Linked DNA regions of Mus musculus: all the other regions are linked to region 1. Evidence: chromatin contacts called from public HiChIP or PLAC-seq and promoter capture Hi-C data. All regions are on one chromosome and are shown on one strand. Each heading gives the region's core, a stretch centred on a gene start, on an enhancer-like site or on the middle of the called end of the contact. The rest is flanking DNA. Distances are from core to core; before and after follow the strand shown. Region 1 holds the start of Cdh4 (cadherin 4). Region 2 overlaps Cdh4 (cadherin 4). Region 3 overlaps Cdh4 (cadherin 4). Region 4 overlaps Cdh4 (cadherin 4).

Region 1 (5,794 bases), core at 780-3,279:
GCTGATGCCTAGACCAGGTACCAAAGGGGCCGTATTGGCGAATGGCAGGGGGAAAAGGCAGAGAGGTTCCCAGAAGTGGGCAAGCAGCAGCAGCAGCAGCAGCAGCAGCAGCAGCAGGAGGAGAAGGTATCACCAGTCGTTCACCCATCCACAGGCAAAGCCAGGCCCGTGGAGAGAGAGGGAGCTCTGCTAAGAACCATCTCTCCAGGCTGCAGAGCTCTGCCTTTAGGCTAGGTGAGGAGGAAGCCTCCCTCTGCAGGCCACAGGGGTGGAGTTCCAAGAAAGGGAGCTGGCAAATTCAGTGATTCCAGGGCTGTTTCCAAGCTGAGCGGATAGTGACCAGTTCTGCCACTAGGCTGCAAGGAGGCAAGGTCCTCGTGTGTGTGTGTGTGTGTGTGTGTGTGTGTGTGTGTGTGTGTGCGTGCGTGCGTGTGCGTGTGCGTGTGTGTGTGTGTGTGTGCGTGTGCGTGTGTGTGTGTGTGAAGTTCACCCACACAAGGTCCTGGACTCTTGCTCACTCTGAAGCCCCCATTTAAAGCCTCGTCAGGAGAGCAGAAAAGACCAGAAGCCTCTAACAGACCAGAAGGGTTTTCTGTTCCTCTGGAGTCTGCATCTTTAGAGAAAGGAAGGCAATGGGCAAGGGGTTCCACCCAAGCTGCCAGGAACCAAGGGAGATAGCATGTGTCCCCACTAATCCACTCCGCTAAGGAGAAGAAGGCGCACCAGGCTCCGGATCCCTGGTGAGCAAGCTCCGGGAGCCGGGGGCGCAGCCAGCACCCTGCAGTCTCAGCTTCGCGGGCCGCCAGAGCGGAACGCGCCTCCCTGCCGGCCGAGTCCTCCAGCTGCGCGCAACAGCTCCGCCCGGGTTCCGCTGGGAGGCCACCCGCAGCCTGCAGCCTGTAGCTCGGGCTCGAGTACCCGGCCCCGGAGGCTAGGAAAGGGAGGGCTGGGTCGGGGATCTTCCCCCGGCCAAGCTCAGAATGACATCTGGTTCTTGGGGATCGCAGCTCTGAAATGCTCTTGCAGCCCGCGGGAGACAAAAGTCGGCCGGGAAAGTTTCTGTCCCCCCGGGGCGTGTTCCCCGCGCAAGGCGATGGTCCGGTGGCCTCGGAGCAGCCGGTCGCCAACCCTGGTTCATCGCAGAGAATACCTCGGCGTGGCAGCGAGCAGGCCACCGGACCGATCGGCCACGAGAGGGGGTTCAGGCCACTCGGTCTCCGCCCAGGGTCGCTGCGGGAGCTGCCGCTGAGCCGTTCCGAAGACCCGCAGCGAGCTGGAGTTAACCGAGGGAGCCGGCTGGAGACCGCGCAGAGACTGTGCGGAAACAGCGAGTGTGTCCAGCTCCAGTCCCCGGGCTCAGTGCCTCGCGCTCCCGCTGCGCCCTCCTCCCGATCCCTCTCTAAGTCGGGAGGACCTGCTAGACCCCGCGGCTACAACCCGCGCCCCTTAGTCGCCTCCGCCTCCCACTGCAGCCGAGCTCCGCGGCACCCACGGGACCCGGGAGAGCGCCCCGCGCAGCCGACCCGACCCGGCGCGCGGCTGGAACTCGGGATGCGCGACTGCCGGGCGGCGGAGGCGAGTACTACACTACGGAGGGCGGCCCCGGAGCGCAGATCGGGCAACGAGATGGCACCTAGGGTCCCGCCCGCTCAGCTCCGCGGCTCCTCGCTCCGATAGCGAGCGGCTTCGCGCAGCGCGGGCGGCGGTTTGAGAAGACCGGGAGACACCAGCTAGCCCCACGGGTTCCCAGATCGCCTGCGATCGGAGAGGCGGCAACTTACCCGGAGCGCGCCCGAGAGCCCGAGCAGCAGCAGCGGCAGCACAGAGCCTGTGGTCATCGTCCCCGCCGCGCCGCCCCGGCGCTCGCCCGGTGCCCGGCTTCCCTCGCCGCGGCGATGCTCCGCCCGCGCCCGCCCTGCTTTTCCCCGCACTTGCCGCCCGGGCTCCGGGAGCCAGGCCAAGTGGGCCGGCGGCGCGCTCCCTCCGGCCGGTGCGTCCGCCGGCCTCGCAGCCGCCCGCGCCTCTGTTCCGCGCGCTCGGAACTGCAGGTGAAGCTGAGCGGCGGCCTCGCCGAGGCCCCGCCCCTCCGGCCGGGCCTGACGCGGGCCTTAAAGGAGCCGCTCCCGCGCCCACTCGCTCAGCCGCTTGGCCTGGTTGCTCGCTGGCAGGGCGGCCTCAGTCCCGTGGGACAACTAGAGGCCTGTATGAGCAGACGAAGCCAGGGAGACTGGGTTTCTAGGAGCAAAGACGGTGTGAACCAAAGAAGACTGTGTAGTCTCTGCCCAGCAAGTTAGATGTCCTTTGTAGATTGTGGGACCCCTGCTTGTGATCACACCGTGATGTTAGGTCAACTTCTTTTCAGAGCCCACAGTGAAGAGTGGACACTTCCTTCATCCCTGTGTCATCTAAGTCTCCGGACACAGGCCTTTGTGATGGCCTCCAGCCCTCTGAACAGCTCAGGGATCGGAAGAGAGGGAGAGGGGAGGGGTCACTCTCCAGCTGGGCTGGCTCGGCTGACCCCTTATAGTGTGGGCCTGGCTCTGGCTATCCTCCAAGGTTTGGGAGGATTCCTACCCATTCCTCTGTGTGTGCCAAAATGTAGTTAGGTCTTCTGTATAGGCAAGGAAGAAATCAGAGGCCGCGGAAGGAAGGAAGGGACTCCAGCGGGCAGAGCTGTCAGGCACGTCAGCTCCCTGGGCAGGCCAGCTCCATTTGCTTCGCATGGGCAATTTCCAACCCTGACTGCAGGCATTTCTTTAAGCATCGTATCGCTCTCGCGGAAAAATAAGGGCAGCTTGGACTGTGAGTGAAGGCTTCCCCATCCCTCCCTTGGCTAAGCAATGTACAGAAAAGTGGAGTGTCTGCTCAGATGTTTTTCAAATGTTCTTTGTCTCTCTTCTGAGAAAATCTGTGTCCAGAATACAATAGTTCTGGTTTGAGAAGAGTGAATTAAGTTGCCCCAAGGTCATAGTTAACTTGGACAGAGAGACCTTTTCTTCCTTGCCCCCCCTCCCCCCACTATGGTGGATGACACCCTAGGTCTCCTGACTAGTACTCGAGCCATGGGAAATCAGGGTAACCCAGGGTGCATAGTGGGCTCTGTCCAGAGGTATGAGACTGGGTTTAGCTTGGACCACCAAGTATCTGAACACCAAGCCTGTGCCAACCTGGCCCTATGCCACAGACTGTCCCAGTATTGGCCTGCTAAGGAATGAGAGAGGCTACTAACTTAGCATGGCTGGCTGGGCAGTCTTCAGACTCTTCTATGTCCTTCCCTGGGGAGACAAAGAAACATTCACTCTTGATAGAGAGGTACCCAGACCAAAGCAAGACTTGAGTACAGCTTGGCGAGTCGGTGAGCTTACTGGGGAGGTGAGAAGGAATATGGAGACCTGGAGGAGACAGCTACCCTGTAGATTCAGACACACTGTACAGTCAGGGGGAGATGGCAGCAAATCCTTTTGGAGAGTTCTGTTCTGCTTCTAGGGCACATGTCCCTTAAGGAGATGCCTCCCTCCTGAACATACTTCATCCTGCCCACATCAGCTCCTTCGCTCTTCTTGTATTGAGATGCCTCCGTGGGGGCCACTCTGTGTTCTTAGCCCAGACCTAAGGCAACAGTAAGTCACCTGAAAGAGCCCCTCCTCTCTCCAGCTTAGGTTCTGAGAAGACAGCCATGTCAACTTGAGGGACAAGCCATGGATCTGAGGAAGCAGGTGCCTCCTCAGCACACCTCACCCTTGCCTACAGTTATCTATCTGAGAGTTTTGGCCCTCCAGACAAGCACTGTGACTTCCTGATAGAGCTTACTATCCTAGCATTAACCAGCCCTACTGTGAGTATAGAAGGGTTGTGTAATTTAATCTGCCCCAGGTGTGCACTCACAAGGTTCCCTTTATACAGCCGGCAGAGGGAAGTTTAAGGTTCACTTATTAAGAACGGGCTCCCAGCATTAGCACACAGACCCCAGGGCCCATGCACGGGCAGCATTCCCCAAACTTACTTATTCAAGTCGTTGACTTAGGCTTCTTACAGGAATCCACGTTTCTAAGAGCATGGCTCAGAAACGTTGCAGTAACCCATGCGAGTCCAGCAGAGAGCATTGCTTTGTCAGGCTTGTTCTGAGTGAAGCAGAGAGGGCGTGCTGAGACAGGCAAATACAAAGCGGCTCTTTCCAGGGACTGTCCTAGCCTGTTTCTTATAGTCTGGCCAGCATGACCAAGGGAGCTTGTTTAAAAATATGGGTTCTTGGGCCCCTCACCCACTACTCCCTACTAAAATCCATAGGATAACACACACACAAACCCCCCCCCTCACTCACACACTCTCTCTCACACACACTCACACTTATATTCACATACATTCACACACACATACACTCACATGCTCACATATATTCACACACACTCTTACACAATCATACACTCACAGCCACATGCTCACACACTCATATACTCTCACACACACTTAAACACACTCATACACTCACATACATCTATACACATCCATACACACTCATACACACTCACACACTCTCACACACTCTTACACTCACACTCACACATTCACATGCTCACAGACACATACACTCACACACATTCATACACACTCATATATACTCACACACACGCTCACAGACATACACTCACACACTCACATACTCTCTCACACACATTCATACACTCACACACATTCACACACTCATACACACACTCTCACACAAACTCTTACACTCATACTCACATGCTCACACACATTTATACACTCACTGCCACTCTTCAAGTCATCCTTCTACTCAGGAGGAAATATGCAGAGCCCTAGTGAGAATACAGATTCTCCAAGCTCCATCTGCAGCAAACAACACTGCCTTTTCCCTAGCCTCCTTCCTCTCCTCCTCTCCTCCTCCCCTCCCTCCCTCCCTTCTTCCCTCCCTCCCTCCCTTCGTCCCTCCTCCTCTCCTCCTTTCTTTTCTTATTTTAAGGCCCAAGTTGGCTTCAAACTGACAGCAGTCCTCCTGCCTCAGCCTCCTTACTGTGAGGATCATAGGGTTGAGCCAATATTATTATCTTTTCCTTAAGTTCCTCTTTGACTCATAATGCCCATACTAAAATCTATAGTAAAAAACTCTTTCCATTTATTTATGCATTTATTTATTCATTCATTCACTTTGCATCACAATTACCTCTCCTTCTACTCTTACCTTCCCCCTTCTCCCATTCCCCCTCCCCTTCTCCTCAAAGGGGCAGGTCCCCTCCCTAGGTGCTAACCTGCATTGGTACATAGAGAGTCTCATCCTCTCCCACTGAGGCCAGACAGCCCAGCTATGGGAAAGGGATCCATAGGCAGGCAACAGAGTCCAAGTCACAGACAACCCCCTGCTCAAGTTGTTAGGGGACCCACATGAAGACCAAGCTGCACATCTGCTGCATATTGTCGGGAGCCTACATCCATGCATGCTTTTGGTTGATGATTCAGTCTCAGTGAGCTCCCATGGGCCCAGGTTAGTTGTCTCTGTAGGACCTCCATCTTTACTTCATACAAAGAAAGAAAGAAGAGCCTGGTACCAACAATGTTGTGCAGGGAATATGGTCTTAGACCCTTGGACCCCTGCATTTAATAGCCACCCTTGTGGACAGTAAGCATTTGAACTGTAGGCATTGATTCCATAGGCATTGCTTCCCGTGGAATGCCCTGGACCAAGGAGCCTTAGGAAATGCTGCTTCCTGGGCCTTGGGGTTCTGTGGGTGAAATATGAGGCTCTGACCTACCACTGCCTGCCAGTTCTGCATGGGGC
Region 2 (6,392 bases), core at 1,577-4,076, 360 kb before region 1:
GAGAATTGATCAGCACCCCGAAGGGTAGTGATCACTCAGTGGGAACTCGGCTTGTTGGTAATCTAGAAAATAAGCAAGCTAGAAGCCACCTGATACCCACTATGTCTGGGGCTTAGAGCTGAGGCCTTAGTTCTAAGACAAGTTTCCTGAGAACAGTGGAATTGCAAAAGGTACTGAGGGAGGAGGAGTCAGACGCAGACAGGAAGAAGACTGCCCTATTTAAGATGGCTACTTCCTGCTCCTTCTGCTTGTCCAAGACAAAGACTTGGTGGCTTTTTCCTGCTGGAGGGAACTATTTGGTGGGATTTCAGACCTACTGTGGTGAGAACCAGGTTTCCCTTTCTTTGTCTAGATTACCCAATCCCCTGCAGTAGCACAAAACAGTCAATTTTGAGCAGAAAGGGGAACTTGCTGCATCCCTAATCATGCAAAACTTTCCTCTCTGACAAACAAATTCAGGCACCATCTTTGGATCCCCTTTCCATTAGAGAATCTGTGTGCTTTGCTCATGCTTGTACGAGCATTATCTCCCACTACAGGCCTTCCATGCTTTTTTTTTCTGCCTTTACAAAACAAAATGTCTGTCTGTCTATCTATCTACCTATCCTGTATCTACCAACTTATTATCTATCTATCTATCTCTATCTATCTACGTACCTATTTATCTACTTACTATCTATCATCTAGCAATCATCCATCTATCTATCCATCTACCTATCACCTGTCTATCTTCCTACCTACTATCTATCATCTAGCAATCATCCATCTATTTACCCATCTACCCATCATCTATCTACCTACCTACTATCTATCATCTATCAATCATCCATCTATCTACCCATCTACCCATCATCTATCTGTCTATCTACCTACCTACTTATATCTATCCTTGTGTTTGCCCGTGTGAGTTTATGTGTAGCCCTTGTGTACAGGAGCCTGCAGAGATCAGGAGAGGGCATCCAATCCCACAGAACTGGAGTTACAGAAGATTGTGAGCCTCCGTGTGGGTGCTGGGAACTGAATCCTCTGCAAGCCATTGACTCATGGTGTTGACCATTGAGCTTTCTTTCTAGGTCCCTTCCTGCTTTTTTATTCCTAAATTGGCACGTGGGCATATGCGCCTACGCACATGTGCCCACATACCTGCACGTTACAAACGTGAAAATAGAGAAGCAAACACTTGGCTTCTACCTGGTCAAGCTATTGTGGCCATCAGCGTCAGATCAGGTGACCTCTGAAGACTCCCACCAGTGCTACTTATGATCTCTCTGCTGAGACACTGCCTGTGCCACCTTCTGCAGGACGCTGTCCCTGTATGGAGTGGTTTTGTGACAGCTTCCCCCAGTCTTGTCTGTATCTATTTCCAGGGCTCACTTTCTAGCAGGGGCCCGTTTGCATGGCTTCTTGTCTTCTCAAATATCAGTTTCCAAAATTAAATGACTTGTCCCCCAAGAACACTGCGTTTCCTCCTCCTGTCTCCAGTCAATTTGTGCCGCCGCCACGGACAACCTCCCCAGTTAACAAATTCTGAATTTTTATTAGATTCAGCTGTGGAACAGACCTCTTGCTACAAGTCCTGTTTTATCCTCCCCTGAATCTTGCCAGCAGTCAAACTTCATGAGCACGTCAAAGTGGCGAGTGGCTTTTAAAGCTCATGCTGACATCCTGTTAGAAGCTGTCAGCACTGCTGGAGACCTGGAGTCCAATTGGGAGGGACAAGCAGAGGCTGAGGGCCTGTGTTTCTGGACTGCCATGGAAGGGAGAGCTCTCTGCTTCCCTGCCAAATCTCCAAAAGGGAAAGGGGTGCCCCACGCTCTCTAAGCCAGTGCTGGGATTCTAGGCTAGGGGTCGTGTCCAACGTTTTTCACTGTCCCTCTGGGAGCTTTCCAGGGTGGCTCAGAGGCCCTGCATTGCTGTGATGTCACCTGAGATAACTGACCTATAAAGAGAGGCTTATTTTGGTTCCTGATTTCGGAGGTCTCTGTCCAATAGGCTCTGTGATTTGTGCCAATGGTGGCACAAAGTGCAGTATGCTAGAAATTGTTCACTGATACCCTAGTGTGGTATGGACGATGCTGGTGTCACCTGTACACTGTGGCCTTCAAATGCCACCTCTTGAGTGCCTCTCCCTGCCTTCCGTTTCCTAAAGAGCCACTTTCTTTCAACGATGCCAAACTAGGAACCCAGCCATCTACATAGGCGTCTGAGTGCACTTTGCTAATCCACACATCCCCCATCTGAGAAGCAAAGATGGCTGGGACTTATGGGTAATTTTTCCTCAGGACCACGGCCACTCCTGTGCATGGAAGAGAGACTGCGGGCCAGCTCCGCAGGTGCAACCAGGGAGATCATGCCATACTTTGCTATCAGCCTGCACAGCCCAGCGGTCCAGTTGGCGAGAGTCACACTCCCCCCGTGGCCTCACAGTGCTTCGCCACAGACCCGTGTGGCTCAGCCCATGCTTCATCATGGACTGGTGCGACTCAGCTCATGTGGATCATCTCATACTGTGCACCTGCATGGCTCAACCTCCTAGCTGTTCTTGCCAGGCTTTCCTGTCCACACAGCGATCTGTCCCCTGTTGGGTAGAGTGAGCACTTATGAAGAGACACACTATTCCTTCCAAGGAAAAAGCCTGCAATTAACTGGGGTTTGGGAAGAACACTCTGCCTCTGCTTCCACCCACGTTCTCATTTAACATATTTTATCAGAATGAAATGCCTTAATGAGCACGGAACTGCAGCTAATCCCAGCTGAACCTCTGCGTGTGCCAGCTCCGCTGCCCGCCCATCAAGCTGCATTCATGCTCTGGTGTGGGCTCTTGGAGCACTGCCCTGGAACACCGACAGGAAACTCAGGGGCTTCCGGCCGATGAAACACCAGAGTACACGCGGAGTAACTGTCTGCGCTCTGCGAGAGTCAGGAACAGAAACATGGTGTGGGTGCAGCTGTGGGAATGATGTAGTGTGTGTGTGTGCATGGAGTGGGCTGGCGTGCACATATATGTGTACAAGGTGGGCTTGTGTATGCATGTGTCTGAAATGGCTGGTGTGTAGGGGCCATACATTATGTATGTATAAGGTGTGCTTGTTTACATATATATATATATGTATGTGTGTGTTGTGTAGGAAGTGGGAATGTATGCATTAATTAAGTTTATGTATATGTGCATGTGTGCATATGTGAAGTGGGTTGCTATGTGTTCATGTATGCAGGTATGCATGCATGCATGTATGGGGTGGGGTGTATATATGAGGTAGCCTGCTATGTACACAATCCAAACGTGGTTCCTTTACTCTCCTCCCAGGTCTAGACACTCAGATTCCCAGCCTCACGAGCTGGTGCTGCCTGGCTTGTAGCTCCTGCTGCCTCCTGTTGTCTCCAGACAGACTTCGCCATGTTTAAGAGACCAGTAGCCTGTGCTATGCAGCCATCCCTAAAGGAAGGCCATGCACAGACCGCTCCTTCTGACATGCCGTGAGCTCAGAGAGGTCTCCAGTTGACAGTGGATCCAGGCCTCTGCTGTTTGGGAGAAAGTGGCCATCCCGGACCACTGACACATTCATGTGGGTCAGGCATTCCAAGCGTCTTGACTCCAGGCCCAGCAGAGGACAGCAGACAGCATCAATCACCACTGTTCCTCCCCAACCCCAGTGGCCTAAAGGTAGCACTTTCTGGGGGGCAGCTCTGCCCACAAAGGCCTCCTATAGTCTTGTTATGCTTTCCCTGTCTGTAGGTAGTAGGACAGAGACAGAGGGCTTAGGGAAACTGCAGTGTTTCTGAGCTCTGTCCCCATCCTGGAACACACCTTTGGTATGCAAGCAGACCAGAGCCCTCAACACTTGTCACTTACTGACTAGGAGAGTGACTTAGAACAGACCTTCCTGGAGGCTGGGGACGAATCTGATTGGCAGCTGTCAATTAATGTTCTGCTTGCAACTTATTTACAAGAATAACCCCCTCCCCTCCCCCTGCCGCAGCCACATGCTGCCTGGGCCCACTCAGTTCACACCTGTGTGCCAGAGAGCCTTTGAGATTTTGAAACTGGCCTATCTCAGAAAAATGAGCCAGCTCTGAGGAAGAATGGCTGAGCTGAGTGACACAGACCCCCCCCCCCACACACACACACACACACCCGTGCCATCCCAAACCATTTTCCTTTCCACCTGATGAGGCTCAGGAGAGTCTATAGCATTCTGGTGAATCTCTCAGACACTCTGCTGTTCCCATGGCCTCCCCTAGGCTCACGGGAGGCTCGGGTAGATGTTCTGGGCAGGTGCCATGTTCACGTTCATGTTTATAGCTACCTTCCACATGACACACAATGCAATGTTGCAGTCATGGCTGGATGTAACGCCTTCCAAACAAATTGGTGAAAGACTTGGAGAAAACCCTCCAGCCATGAGAGCAGAAGTGATCACCAGAGGCAGCCGCTGTCTGGGGAGGGCTGAGGCTTGTGTACAGCACTGTGGGAGCTGAGGCCCCACAGTGGAGTTTCCATCCTCCACAGCTACCTCTAGGCTCTGACGCTGACTCGCAGGGCAGTTCCAGGGGGTGTGTACACTCAGAAAAGCCTCATGTGGTGAGAGTGTGCACTGAGCCGGGGACATTGCCACCGAGTTTCCCTGGGTGTGTGCTGCATGAACCAGAGTTTCTGCTGTAAAGCCCCTGTCACTCTTGGATAGATTAGGAAACCCGCTGGGGATCATGATAGAGATACAAGATGCTGGAGACTATGGTGATACCGGCACACTAAATACACACCCTGGTCTGCTAGGAAAGGAACAGACAACACACGAAACCATGAGAATGTCTCCTTCTGCATACTCTGGCCACCCATGACCCTTGTAACACCTCAAAATCCTTATTTCCATAGGGATTTTCCATGATCATGTCCTGGAGTTTCATCATGGTGACCATTGTTACAGGTGTGTAAGTGCCCCACATGGAAAAACACAGACAATCAGATCACAGACAGGTGTCAGAAGCCAAAGAGGGCACAACTGGAAATCACACAGGCTTCCACAGACAGGACAGCGGTACGCAAATAATCCCCGGAGGAGTCGCTGTAACCAGAGAGGGCCTGTCAGCCTGGTGGAAGAGCATCACCTTGGATCTGTGATTTCCTGTCTCTTTACAACGGTGCCTCCCACACCTTGAACCTGCCCTGGCTCTGGAGTGCCCAGAAGAGACATCTCCAGACCAGCCTTAAGAACAGCCGAGGCCCACTTACCCTGACAAGCTGCTGAGGGAAGGGTCCACGGGAGTTCTCGGGAACGTTGATGGGTGGGATGACCCAGTCACGCTTCTGTCTCCTCAGCCCACCAGAGCTCTGATGTTGAGGCCATGGCAGCAGTGTGTCATTTGGCGGCTGAGAGGGGTCTAGGGCCACTGTCTGCCCTTTCTGAGAGAGAAGAGTCAGAGAAGCCAGGTTAGGTTTTGTACAAAGACATCTGTTAGGAGGTTCTGTGTTCACCCTACTGGTGTTGAGCATGGAACCCATGGCTTTGGGCTAAGCAACATGATTCAAAAGAAAACTTACAAAGGGAAACTAGCCCCTATATAAAGAGTTTTGGCAAACTAATAATTTCTTTTATAACAAGAAGAGAGCATACATAGATTGTTCATACCCCAATAGGTGCTGAGCATTCACAGCTTGCTACATCTTCCATGAATCAAAAATGTGAATTGGAGCAATATACCCTTTAACTTGTCAATCTGACCAAATGAGGCATACTCATTCCCAACACGGACTGAGACATTTGTTAGTTGTGGGGTGACTGAGGTATGGTATAGGTTTTGTGTAGCAGATTGAGCTCTGAGTGGGTTAAGAGACAAGTGATGTGTTTCCTGTAGTGACTCTGTGGCATTGCAGGATCCCTTTGCTGAGCTCTGGGCCTGGGTGAAGTCATGACAGTCAGAATTCCTCCTCTGGCTTAGCACTGTTCCTGTGGACAGACAGACTTAGAGTTGGCTATGTAGACAGACAGCCTTGGAGTCAGCCCTGTGGACAGACACCTTTATATATTGTAGCCCCATCTGGCTTGGAACTCAGTTGAACCTACAAGGCCCTTGCCTCAGTCTCCCAAGTACTGGCTCTCACTTCTGGGGCCCTGAACCTTGTGGAGTGGCATTCCCATTGCCTGAGTTCACCTGGGGTGTGCAGTGGGGTGGAGATGCTGCACATTTCTGTGAAGGAGGTGAACACCGAGGTTTGTCTCCCTGGCCCTGACTGTCTTTTAAACGTGCTGGGAGAGGACAGGGCTTGAGTTCCAGGCTGGCACCACTCCTGTGCCTATACACCAAGGGCCTTGTTAGAAACACTCGTTCCTTAGCCCCAGGCCAGCTCAGGTGTGTGTGTGGGGCGTCTCTGTCTAGTGAGTTTTGGGGTA
Region 3 (5,757 bases), core at 3,238-5,737, 320 kb before region 1:
AGGCTCCACCTCAGAGTCCTCCTTTGTAAGGGCCCAGTGCTTGGAGCTAGAGGACCAAGCTGTGTGGTCTTGAAGAACTTGTTAAATGTCTCTGATCATGTCTGACCTAGCACAACACTCAAAAGCTACCAGGCATGATCCTGTACGTGGCAGAGTCTGATTTACTGATTCACTGTGGCTAGAGAAGCTGCACACTAATGTCACTCACTCACCAAAGTGTTTGTGACAGTTGAACTCAGGGGAACACTCAGCACAGTGCCTGTAATTTGGAAGCTCGGAGATTGGAATGGGTCAAGGAGGAAGGTGAGCTTCCTGCAATCTTACAATCACTCGCGAGAGGGAAGCAAGCCGCCATGTACAGAAGACGTGATTGCAGGACCGTGGCTCAGCTCAGCTCAGCTCCTGGGCCGCATCACTGACCAACCTCTGCCTGTTCCTGGGAGCTGAACCCATTAGAGTCCATGTGCTGGCACCGGGAACAACTGTTTCACCATAAAGAACCCCTGGATGCTAAATGCCCTCCAAACACACAAATAAGCTCCTGTCTGTAGACCCTGAATGATGCGGGTGGGGCAGCTGGGGCGTCTGCAGGTGGGGCAGCTGGGGCGTCGTCCCTCCTTTCATCCCTCTGCTTAAGCTGCTGAGAAGAAACATGAGAGACGCAGAAGACCCTGGGGGACTCCTCATTCAGAGGCTGCAAGGCGCCTTGGTCTGAACCCTGCCAAGGGAGCTCAGAGTAGCACCTGCACTTATCCTGAATTTTAGGAAAGTGGGGTGATTTCCTGCCTGCTTCTCCTTCTCAACAGCCCCGGCAGAACAGAAACTCCCAGAAATCGTCTCTTCTTCAGGAAGCAAGCTAGAGAGGCAGGCCCTTGTCAGGGTGCACATCCACCCAGGCTCACTGGCTTTCCCTGACTTCTGGGAGAGGCTGTGTGAGGAGGGGAGCCCAAACACAGCTGCCCGCACTTAGAATTCACAGCTCTAACGGGTTTTGTGATTTGGGATGGCCATTATTTAGAGGAGCAACTTAAACACGGTGGAGAAGTCTTTGGTTTTGGGGGGGGTGTCGAAAAAAACCCCATTTATTATTATTATAAAAACAACATTTTTACGGGCCTGGAGAGATGGCTCTGTAGTTAAGAGCATATACTGCTCTTCCAGAGGGCCCGAGCTCTGTTCCCAGTACCCACACCAGGCGGCTGTAAACTGCCTGTAACTCCAGCTCCAGAGGCATCCAATGCTTGCAGGCTTCAGGGGTACTCACACTCAAATGCATATATCCACGCGCACATAATTAAAAATAATAAAGATAAACCCTACAATAACACTTTATTCTAATTAGCTCACAAATAAAAGCAGCGTATACACAGTTCAAGAAAGTCTCTCAAACACCTCGCGCTCCCAAACTGTCTCTCTGAACCCGCAGGGCTTTGCCCAGGGTTTCACACTGTCGGTGTCAAACTGCATAATTTATGCGTGGTTTGTTTCACGGTTCCGCTACTTCAACATTCAGAAAGTTGGATTCACTTATTCACCACAGAAAAAAAGAAAGAGAAAGAAATTATGATGGAGAGAAAATAGAAAAAGGAAAATTAGCTTCCTGTCTACTTTCTTGACCCATGGGTCTTTGCCTGCTTCCTCACTGACTGATGCTGCCTTCTCTCAGTCTCCTTTATAAATGTCATACTGTCCACACTTGCCACTACATGTGTGCATGTGAGTACACACACACACACACACACACACACAGAGAGAGAGAGAGAGAGAGAGAGAGAGAGAGAGAGAGAGAGAGAGAGAGAATATATTCCGGGAAAGAGTCAGAAGTGGGAAGAGTTCAGCCTGGACTTGGAAGAGACCAATATATGAAATGGAGGAGAGGTAACCTCATGGCAAATACAGAATAGAATAAACTGGTTCTATCAGTTACAAGCTTGTCAGGGAACAAGCCCAAGCTTATGGCCTAAGCATTTATCCATATATAAAAAGCCTCCAAGTTATGGGAACTGGGGCCTGGTGAGAACAGACTGTGATTACGGTCTAGTGTTGTATGAGAAGGGAGTCTCTTCTGAGGGATTGTTCAGGACAGACTGGCCTATGAGCATGGGATTATCTTTGTTGTTGAAGTAGGGAGGCTTATTGTGGGGAGCACCATTCTGTGATCAGGTGGTCCTATGTGGGGAGCACCATTCTGTGATCAGGTGGTCCTATGTGGGGAGCACTATTCTGTGGGTAGATGGCCCTCTGGTCCTGTGTGGGGAGCACTATTCTGTGGGTAGATGGCCCTCTGGTCCTGTGTGGGGAGCACCATTCTGTGGGCAGGTGGTCCTGTGTGGGGAGCACCATTCTGTGGGCAGGTGGTTCTGTGTGGGGAGCACCATTCTGTGGGCAGGTGGTCCTGTGTGGGGAGTATCATTCTATGGGCAGGTGGTCCTGTATGGTGAGCACCATTCTGTGATCAGGTGGTCCTGTGTGAGGAGCACTATTCTGTGGGCAGATGGCGCTCTGGTCCTGTGTGGGGAGCACCATTCCCTGGCAGATGTACACAGGGCACCAGGCCAGAGTGCTGGCCCTGCAGGCTCTATACTAGTCAGGTACAGCTGAGATGCTTTCTCTCTCTCTCTCTCTCTCTCTCTCTCTCTCTCTCTCTCTCTCTCTCTCTCTCTCGCCCAGTGTGATGACCCCAGCTGTGCCTCCACTCCATGAGGTGCTGCAGAATTCTGGATATGGTAGGACCAACTGTCCAAGGAGAGGAGCATAGCTCAGGGCTAGGTGATACTGCTCGGGCATTGCTCCACATAGGTTCAGAGTAAACAACTGGGTGTCCAGACCCCATAGGGAAGCTCTTTGTTACATCTGAGTTACATCCTTCCACACTCATAGCATCCATATTTCCCTTTCTACCTCTGCTCTGCAGGCAGGTGACTGCAAGGTGGCAAGTGGTCCCTGGCCACTGACCGAGTGATGTTCCAGGCTCTGATGGGCCGTGATATCTTAATGTGCACTGGAGCTCTCCTTTGCTGGACAGAGTCTAACTTCATTGCCCTAACCCTGGGAAGTCATGCTAGAGTGGGCTATGGGGCACAGACTGGGAGCTCCCCAAGAGGGCTATGCCCAGGAGGCTGACCTTGAAGCCAGGCAGGTGGAGGCTCCCATTCCATGTACTTCATGGAGTTTTCCAGATAGGACTCACCTTCTATGATCATTCACCATCATGTCAGTTATAGGACTGGGAACTTGGTGTGCCTGTCAGTCTAGGACACCAGGCTCAGAGACAGCAGCTAACTTATTGGAGGACACACAGCAAAGGAACCTAAACATATTTACAATTTAATTATTTGAAAATGTCATACATTTATACAATGTGTTTTGAGTACATTCCCAAAGGCGAGTGACTGTCCCTCCCTCAACAGATGTCAACTTCCAACATCTGCTTTGCCAAAGGTGGACCTTGGGGGCCCCTCTGCCATCCATGTTGGAATTTTGGCCAGTTTGATGCTGTGCAGGTGACCACAGTATGTGTGAGTTCATGAGTACAGTATTTACATGTGTCAGATGACAGCATGTCACAGTGCCCCTCCCCAGCCTCTGACCCCTCATCCTCCATGTCCCTGAGCCTTGGGTGGGGCAGGCTGATATGGATGTTGCGTCCCCAGCTGGACACACAGTTAATTACCTATGCCCAGTATTTTGACTAGTTATGAGTTTTTACTACAGGGATTTCTGGTTATTGATTTTTTTTTTCCCCTGGGAAGTCCTAAGTGGCTAGCACGAACTTGGACTGGGAAACCATCCAGTCAGGGCTAACCAGGGAGAGCTCTGAGGGACCTCAGACCCACCAGCTGAGCTTTCTAGCTCTCCATGGGTTTGGATCCACCCATTGTCAACTCTGAATCCCAGGACCCTGGCGAGCATCTGGGGAGTTAGGAGCTGGCTGCTTATGGCCAGCTAGAACCGTCCTCCTCAGCTTTTGTCTCAAAGTTTCTAATGTGTGGCTGGCGGCAAACTTCACATGGAAGCACAGATGGTCCAGCCTTATCCTGCTAATGAAAAAGTCCGCATACGGCTACAAAACCAGACACAATCATCTGTTTTCCAACATTCTGAAAAAGTCTACAGAGGTGTAAGGTGCTCTGCAAATGAGGATAATTAGCTTGTGCCATCTGTGGGGGAAAAAAATAAGGACCCCCCTGCCTCTGACTCCACCCGATACTCCAGGCTTCCCAAAGGTGGCAAGCAGTGAGCTGCTGTGGAAGTACTGCCCTTCTTAAGATACTAGCACCACACTCCTCTGCACTTTGTGGGTATAAAACGGGGAGGTGATGGCCCATTCCTGACAGTGTTTTTGGACAGCAGGGCTCTGGAGTGGCTGGCAAGCCTTCTGGGTGCCGTGGTCTGTTAACTTAGCCTTGCGTCTCCTCCCATTCTCTGAGCTCTGACTCTGAGCTTGCCATGTGCCAGGTGGAGGCTGTCTGCCTGCCAGTGGAGCCTGCCGCCTGCAGGGAAGCAGGCAGAACCAGGCTCAGCTTGGCCGTCCAGCCCATCTGCTGGGGAGCAGCCTTTGTATAACTTTCATTACTCATTGGTACCGATGTAAAAATACTGGAACACCTCCGGCTATGGTGTTGTAGGGGAAGGGGCTGGAGGCTGAGCTTGGCTGGAAGGACTTGGGCCAGAAGGGATACAATGTTTCCATTGAAGCTTTCAGGATTAGAATAATTGGGCCTGCTCTCCACCCCCAGGCTCTCCTGTCTGCAGGATGGGAATATGATGGGGAGTAGTTTCAGACTTAGTCAAGGGAGTCCAGGTTGGGGAGGAGGGCTTCATCCCAACCTTGTAGGAGGTAGGAGAGAGTACAAAGTGTGTTGGGATGGAGTCTGGGCCAGGTTGAAAATGTGCACTCGGTGCTGCAGGGAGAAAAGCTGTGAGGCAGAATGCCCCAGGGTGCCAGCACTGCCACCTTCCTGTGAATCCACATGTGCTACCATCAGGCTTCATCATTTCGGGAACAAACGTACCCCACACACCTAGGTCAGGTCCGGACCCAGGAGCAGCCTGACCCAGGGAAGAGGGACAGATTCTCAGAGGAGGGATGGCAGTAAAGGGTGCCCCACTGGAGAGTAGGCAGCCCATAGCTCGAGAGTCCCCATGGGAATAGCCAAGGTCTCCTCCCAAGGCTGTGGGCTATCATGGAAAGCTGATACTGGCTGTCAGGAGAGCCTTCAAGGTCAGCTTGATCTGGATCAGGTAAATCCCTGACCTGTAGAGGGCCAGGAATTTGGAGCTGAGAAAGCCGTGTCTCCAGCTCGGAGTGAGAGCCTGGCATTCTGCGCTGGGAGGGTTTCTCTTTTCCTGCTCTGTCAAGCTCCTGCATTCTCCCACTGGGAGGCCCCTGTCGGTCCTAGAGCTGGCCAACCCCTGTGGGCTGTGCTGTGGGCCAGGGAGGAATGGAAGATGGATAAGCATGAAGGCTGGACAAGGCAGAGAGAGGCGCAGTGGGAAGGGGCCAGCAGGCCTCCTCCTTCCTCTCCCTCCTGGGGCCCTAGGGTATTATCAGGGGAGCACTCAGCTCTTGTGTCTTTCCTGAGAGGGTCTCGGTCTCACTGAGGTCCAGGGACAGTGCTGCTGCATCTGATCACCCATCCCATCATGACACGCACTGCTGGGAATTATGTGTAATTGCCAGAGCTGGGGGGTTGGGTGAGGTGAGGCTGGGCTCTGGGAGACCCTCTGCAGCAGGTTGGGAGGGGGCTCTGCACA
Region 4 (6,310 bases), core at 76-2,575, 380 kb before region 1:
AATGTAGACACTAGAGTCGCTCAGTGAGCTGAGACACAGAAAGACACTGACAGATATGGCCTCAGCCATGGGCTGATGGTGTCTGAGGACAGAAGAAAACAGATACCTGCTTCCTGCGAATGAGCCTGAGACATGGAAGGGCATGGTGGATTCCATTGTTCGAGGCCCCTGTTGGGGTCAGAAAGCCGGACAATGCTTCCTGGGGCTGGGTGTTTAAGTTTAGTGAGGATAGTGTCAGAGTGTGGGCACGGAGAGCCCTAAAGATGGTGTTGAGAGGGTATGTTACAATTGTGGGCTTCCCTTCCCTACATAGCAAGGTCACCTCATTATCCTGAACAGACCTGAAGCGCAGGGAGGGTCAAACCTCAGGGTCAAGGAGCAGAAATGACATTTGCTTCCTGTGCCTGTCTCATCTATGGGATTGAACCTGTTCCCCATAGCCTGTCCTGGCATAGACACCTGCCAAGGCTGCCCCTGGACACAGCAGGGAGTGGGGGCTGGTGAGGGGAATGGACCAACCTGCACTGCGTCATCTTTTTCTCTGTTTGCCACTGCTCTTCGTACACCCCGTCCCCCCATCCTAAAACTGGAGAATATGTTCAGATGAGCCTGGGATACAAAAAAGGTTTTATTTTTAATTAATATTTAATTTTTTTATCTTATATGCAAGGATGTTTTGCTTTTATGCATGAATATGTTCCATGTGTTTGCCGGGTGCCCATGGATATCAGAAGAGGGCATCAGATTCCCTGGAACTGGAATTACAGCCGGCTCCAAGTCACTGTGTGGATGCTGGGATTGAACCTCGGAAGAGCTGAGTAACAGCTGGTGCTCTTAACCACTGAGTCGTCTCCTCTGCCCCCACTGTTTTTTTTGAGTCAGAGTCTCATGTAGCCCAGACGGGTCTCAAGTAGACGAGGGTAACTTTGAACTTTAGATCTTCTCCTTTTTACTTCCCGAGTGCTGGAATTACAGGCATGTGCCACCACGCCTGACTTGATGTGACACCGAAGATCAGGCATGCTGGGTGAGAACTGCCCCCTGAGCCGTATCCCCAGACTCACAAACACTGTGGAATTTTTAAGGATTATTACAGACTTCCTCCCATAGGTGACTAACTTCCCCAAACAGAACATGATCCTAGGAGAGGAGGGCCCTTCCTTCATATCCTGGCCATCTCAAGCTGTCCCCGGGACAGTTTATTAGTCAGTGGAGGAGGCAGGGGCCTGATTCAAAGTCTTTTTCTGAAGGCTGTAGCATACCTTACTCCAAACGCTGGTCTCCACCCTGTTCAAAGTCAGTCAAAATTGTTGGCCCCGCCCACCCATGTCCTTTCACAGCTCCCATTGGTTGGGTGGATACTGCGAGCCACAGGCTAACGGCTACCTGGCCGGCTCCCCAGAGATTATGCATTTCATCAACATAACCAAAATAGCTCTTTTCAAAATGTCTTCACGTAGCACACGATGCTGGAAGAAGGGTTTGTAATTATGTGTATCACGAGTCATCCCGGCTCGGTGGGGGGCTCAGAGCCTTCATATAAATTATACGAATCAGCAGCGGAGGGAGGGAACCCCACGTGGTTCTTAAAGTGATGCTTTCTCCCCACGGATGCACACGGCACTAAATCACAGCAAAACAGCGCTGGGGGCTGGCACTGTGAAGGGAGTGCTGGGCTTCAGCCTGGCCGCCTTCCTAAATGCATATGATCATCTTAATGATGTATTTGGGGGAGACATGATAAATCACAGAACCAAGGGAGGCTACAGCATGCAAATGCATTCGAAACGTTCCCTGGGAGGCATGAGTGATGGGCCACAAACACACCTGAAACCTGGGCTGTAGAGCTTATTCACTGTCAGTCCGAATCTTTTTCCTGAAGGCGTAGTTTCTAGGCCTCTTGTGGTCCTTTGTGCCTGCTAACCTGGACCCCTCCCTGCCTGGTACAGATGCTACACCAGAGGGTCTAGCAGATGTGGGCAGAACCCTTCCAGGTAAGGGCAAGTGCAAGATGCAGACCTCAGGGAAGGACGAAGCTGTGTGACTGGAAAGACAGGAGCGTTCACTGGACACAGGTGTTAGGGGACATCCGAGTGCAGCACCGTGGCCATCTTTAGCAGCCTCACGGGGCCAGGCTGGAAGAATAACAGGCAGATGAGTACACTGCTGAGTTGAATCATTAGAGGTCTCCTGTCAGGGATGGAGCTGTGCAGGCGTGGGGTCGGAGTGGGGTGGGGGTGGGGAACACTTGCATGCTCCTTCCTTTTGTTCTAGTCCCAAGGCTCAGGCCTAAGCCCATGAAGGACCCACATAGCAATTTCCTGCTTTGTAGAATTTGGACCTGGAAGGCTGTCCTCAGACTGCTGGGGCAGAAGGACAGCAGCCTCTCCATGTGGCCATGCGCTGTAAGCTGTGAATGCCTGGGTTACAGTGGTCACTGAAGTTCTGGTAATGGAGGGCTCAGCATGTCCTCACCAGCTCCTATGACAAGCAGGGAGATTGTTGGGGCAGCCACAGCTCTCTAACATCCACCTTCTAACCCACTTCCCCGTCCTAGCATTCACACTGTGTGCAGCTGAGAGTAGGCAGCACTGGTCAGGTGTCCAGCCAGGTGTGTGTGCTACATACACTGTCAGAGAGTGACTACTCAGTGGACTCAGGGGCGCGTGGATGCATCTTAGATGTCAGGCACACAGCGTCAGAACAGGAGAAAGTGAGCATGGGAGGGAGAGACCAGCAGGGTCTGATAAGCAAAGCCCTGAGGAAGCAGCCTGGACATGATGGGAAGCCGGAACGTGGCGCATCTCAGGCTTTGTGTGTGGAGGAGGGTTGGGAGGAGCCTATGCATAGACATGGTGGATCGCAGCACGGGAGATGGCTCAGTGGGTAAAGTGTTTTCCAAACACGCACAAGGACCTCAGTTCAGACCTCTGGTGCCCACTTAAAAGCTGAGTGTGGCAGCCTGCACCTGTAACCCAGTGACAGGGACAGGCAGATCCCAGGCTTAGGACCAGCTAGTGTAGCTGGAATGGCCAGTTACAGGCTCAGTGGGTCAGGGCTGACAAGATGGCTTGGAGACTCAAATAGTAGAAGGGAAGACTGACTCCCACAAGTAATGCCCACCTTCACACATGGAACATGTGTGCCCACAACATACACTACACATACAAAATCAACAAATTAAACAATTAAAGAAAATATTATGAAGAAGTAATTGAGGAAAATATCCTGACCCCTAACATCAGCTTCCAGCCTCCACTCATGCCTACATAGGCAAGCATGCCTGTACACATACATGTGTATAAACCTTACACATACATGAGTGTGCACACACACATGCACACACATGCATAAGAACTCAAACAGTGCTCCCACTGAGGGGCAGCTGTGCTCTAGTCTCTGGGCTCTGTGCACCTGTTGGGCCTCTTCTGCATCTGGTTTCACTGCAATCTCCTGCTACCTGGGAAGCAGAGTGGAAAAGAACACCCTGGGGAAAGAACAGAGCTGCAAATAACCGGTGACTTTGAGACTCCCCCTGTGTGGTGGCAACAGAGGACACCCTTTACTCAAGGCAGCCTGTGGGAGTATCCAGTGCCCTGGCCCAGGGCATCCTGAGGAGGGTCTGCCAAGAGATCTGCTGGGACTCCTTCCTGTAATCCCTGCTCTGAAACTCCGCAGACGTCACCAGACCTCTTCTGCATCCGTAGCCTTCTCCCTAAGAGGCCAGTGGGTCAGACAGTCTTGATGTTGAAAGAAGCCCTCGTTTAAATCGAGGTGATTTTCTGTGTTTGTAGGCATCAGTTTGTAAGCACGCGGTGCTGCTATTATAAGAATTAACATTTCCTACCATAAAAGAAAATAAATTTGATGTTTAAGCAAGTGGAAAATAGCATTTTCCATTGCTCTATGCCTAAGCATTTCAGCTGAACTTGGCCTCTGGAATCACCTCTATTTAGAATATCTAAGAGCAAGCAAGAAAGCTTTCTAATCTCTCGCTAGCTCTCTCCCCTGTGCACACCAGGGAAAACACTACAAGGTACAAGATGAAGGTAAATAAGGTGAGGGGTAGCTCTAGATTAGAGAAGAAAGTCTCTCTTCCTGTGTTTTCCACTCCTCAAGGGTAGATGCTCAGGTCATACACTCAACGGTGCTTCCATTTCACGCAACATTTGCTTCAGCAGACCTGGCTGCAGGAGCGAGCACTAGGGACCACCTGGAGACTTCCCTGTGTGAGCTCCCCCAAGTTTAAGTGACTCTAAGCTCCTCTGTGCCAAGGCCAGGTTAAATTGCTCACTTAACATCCTTTTGTATAGGGAGAAAAGTGGAGGTTTAATAAGTGTGGTGGGTATCGCAGATCACCAGGCAGCAGGGATAATGGGAGCAGATAAGGTTCTGACTCTCAGAGACAGAGCCTTTCCTTTCTGGCTGGGGCATATTTTGCATTTGATAATCTTGGATTAAAAACTTCAGTCATTTAAAATCAGAAGACCCAGATTCCCACTTAATTTAAATCCTGCCAGAGCCCCCTCATCATGGCCCAGGGCTAGAACTCAATCTTCCACCCTCTGGTTCCTGCCTCTGCCCTGAACACTCAGTGCAGCAGGTCCTCCTGCTCAGGGGAGTTCATGGGGGGGGGTGTTCAGAGCTCAGCTTATCCTCTGGGGACCCAAGAGCCAGGCTGCCTTTTGCTGTCTTCCTTTTTGGAGCTTCCCTGGGACAAATGTGGTCAAGGCTGGGTCAGCAGCTCCCATTGCTCAAAGGAACAGTTTGGTGGAGGCTGGAGAGTGTCACGGGAGCTCTTACTGAGCCCGAACAAACACTGCCTGGTTGCAAGATGTACGGCCCACGGCCTGTGACCTGCAAGGCAGTGACCCCCTTGGGGCCTGCTATTGTGTTTCATGGCTGTGTGCAGCACTGGAATCATGGCATCTGTGTCGGAAGAGAGGCCACAGCCACTCACTGAAAGTTCTTCCTACTCTACATCCACTACCACCACCACCACCGCAGCAGCCTGCCACATAAACCATGAACACCATTAAATCGGCTTCCTCCAGCCAGTTTTCTTCATCTTATTTAACACTGTACTGCTGCAGAACAGGCTGGGGATCCTCCACTGACGGACTGGAAATTCCAGCAGGAGTCATACAGCTGCCTTTGCAGGAAAGATTCATGGTGCTTTCTAGAGCCCAGGAGCGGTGTGGGTGGGGTTCTTGCCACAGGATTGGGGTTTCTGCACCATAAGAGGATGTCTTAGTTGGAGTTACTCTTGCTGTGATGAGATGCCATGACCAAATAAACTCTGCAGGAAAGGGTTCATTCTGCCTTAGCTTCTACATCACAGTCCTTCATCAAAGGAAGTCAGGACAGGAACTCACGCAGGGCAGGGACCTGGAGGCAGGAGCTGATGCAGAGGCCATGGAGGGTGCTGCTGACTGGCTTGCTTCCCCTGGCTTGCTTCCCCTGGCTTGCTCAGCCTGCTTTCTTATAGACCCCAGGACCCACCAGCCCAAGGATGGCCCCACCCACAATATGCTGGGTCAATCACTAATTAAGAAAATGCCTTACAGCTGGATCTTATGGAGAGCTTTTTTTTCTCAACTGAACTTCCTCCTTTCAGATAACTCTAGTGAAGTTGACATAAAACTAGCAAGCAGAGCTCCCAACACAGCTTCCCCTGACACATCTCAGTTGACCTTTAAGAAGCCACCCTCACCAGGGCTGCAGAGGCAGCTCAGTGGATAAAGCACTTGCTGCACAAAGGTTCCTCAGAATTCCTGTAAAAGCCAGGCAGGTGTGGTGGCTGTCTGAAACCCCTACTGCCCCATTCTCAGGAAGGGACAGAGACAGAGCTCTCCAGAACAAACAGGGTTAGGGTTGTGTGAAGGATGGGCTGTTCCTGGACCTTCTCAGTGGCCACTGCGTGCCCATTTCACAGATGCGGCTCACTGATTGGAGCTGATACTTGGATTTAGTGCTGAAGCCTTTTTCATCCTCTGAGTAGGCTCTTCCTGTACCTATGTGGGGGTGAGAGCCCAGTGTGGGATGTGAGCCAGGAACCCTGTGAGGCAAGATACCCCTTAACTTCCATGGGGGATGCTCAGGCTAGGCTCTGACCTGGTTGCTACACAGCCCCTAGCAGAGATGGAGCTGTGGTTTGCATTCCTGCATGGGTGGTCACTCCTAAGCACCAAACTCTGGCTGGACCCCGGCCCCTGGTGATGGTGAGATGACTTTGGAGGATGAGGTGAGCCAGGAGCCGCCCTCTGAGCCTAGGGGCCTGTGGAGTACTAGCAGCTAGTGCGAATCTCTC

The links. Promoter capture Hi-C pulls out the DNA fragments that hold promoters and counts their contacts. HiChIP or PLAC-seq counts read pairs in DNA pulled down with a chosen protein or histone mark.
Region 2: an H3K4me3 HiChIP or PLAC-seq map of neural progenitor cells shows a contact between it and region 1, with 5 times the contacts expected there. The contact joins the enhancer-like site here to the promoter of Cdh4 in region 1. A contact is called at or near these places in 7 of 115 datasets of contacts at active chromatin or transcription factors (embryonic forebrain, embryonic hindbrain, forebrain and 3 more) and 2 of 9 other capture datasets (embryonic stem cells and liver).
Region 3: a contact with region 1 is called in an H3K4me3 HiChIP or PLAC-seq map of embryonic forebrain, with 4 times the contacts expected there. The contact joins the enhancer-like site here to the promoter of Cdh4 in region 1. A contact is called at or near these places in 1 of 39 promoter capture datasets (hippocampal neurons), 9 of 115 datasets of contacts at active chromatin or transcription factors (craniofacial prominence, embryonic basal ganglia, embryonic forebrain and 5 more) and 1 of 9 other capture datasets (embryonic stem cells).
Region 4: a promoter capture Hi-C map of hippocampal neurons shows a contact between it and region 1, with 2.4 times the contacts expected there. The contact joins the enhancer-like site here to the promoter of Cdh4 in region 1. A contact is called at or near these places in 2 of 39 promoter capture datasets (embryonic stem cells and hippocampal neurons), 2 of 484 Hi-C or Micro-C datasets (embryonic stem cells and nephron progenitors) and 8 of 115 datasets of contacts at active chromatin or transcription factors (embryonic forebrain, embryonic hindbrain, embryonic midbrain and 5 more).

What each region holds. Positions count from the first base shown.
Region 1 is chr2:179,438,666-179,444,459 of GRCm38.p6, reverse strand. Cdh4 (cadherin 4) reads right to left here and starts at 2,029. Exons shown (of 16, transcript NM_009867.3): 1 at 1,782-2,029. The coding sequence starts at 1,838.
Region 2 is chr2:179,796,470-179,802,861 of GRCm38.p6, reverse strand. It overlaps Cdh4 (cadherin 4), which reads right to left. Exons shown (of 16, transcript NM_009867.3): 4 at 5,234-5,404. Gm36066 (a long non-coding RNA gene) reads left to right here. Exons shown (of 5, transcript XR_003953981.1): 2 at 2,712-2,938; 3 at 3,308-3,664; 4 at 4,877-4,928. Among named protein-coding and RNA genes, the nearest start is that of Gm36066, 4.0 kb to the left of the region's middle. Within about 2 kb of position 2,826, at least 25 of the 459 cell types and tissues checked have an H3K27ac peak or open chromatin away from gene starts, as enhancers often do. A contact at or near this core is called in neural progenitor cells, where this site is marked.
Region 3 is chr2:179,761,446-179,767,202 of GRCm38.p6, reverse strand. The region is part of intron 2 of Cdh4 (cadherin 4); the gene reads right to left. Among named protein-coding and RNA genes, the nearest start is that of Gm36066, 39 kb to the left of the region's middle. Within about 2 kb of position 4,487, at least 16 of the 459 cell types and tissues checked have an H3K27ac peak or open chromatin away from gene starts, as enhancers often do. A contact at or near this core is called in embryonic forebrain, where this site is marked.
Region 4 is chr2:179,820,181-179,826,490 of GRCm38.p6, reverse strand. All of the region lies in intron 4 of Cdh4 (cadherin 4), which reads right to left. Among named protein-coding and RNA genes, the nearest start is that of Gm36066, 20 kb to the right of the region's middle. Within about 2 kb of position 1,325, at least 36 of the 459 cell types and tissues checked have an H3K27ac peak or open chromatin away from gene starts, as enhancers often do. A contact at or near this core is called in forebrain, hippocampal neurons and nephron progenitors, where this site is marked.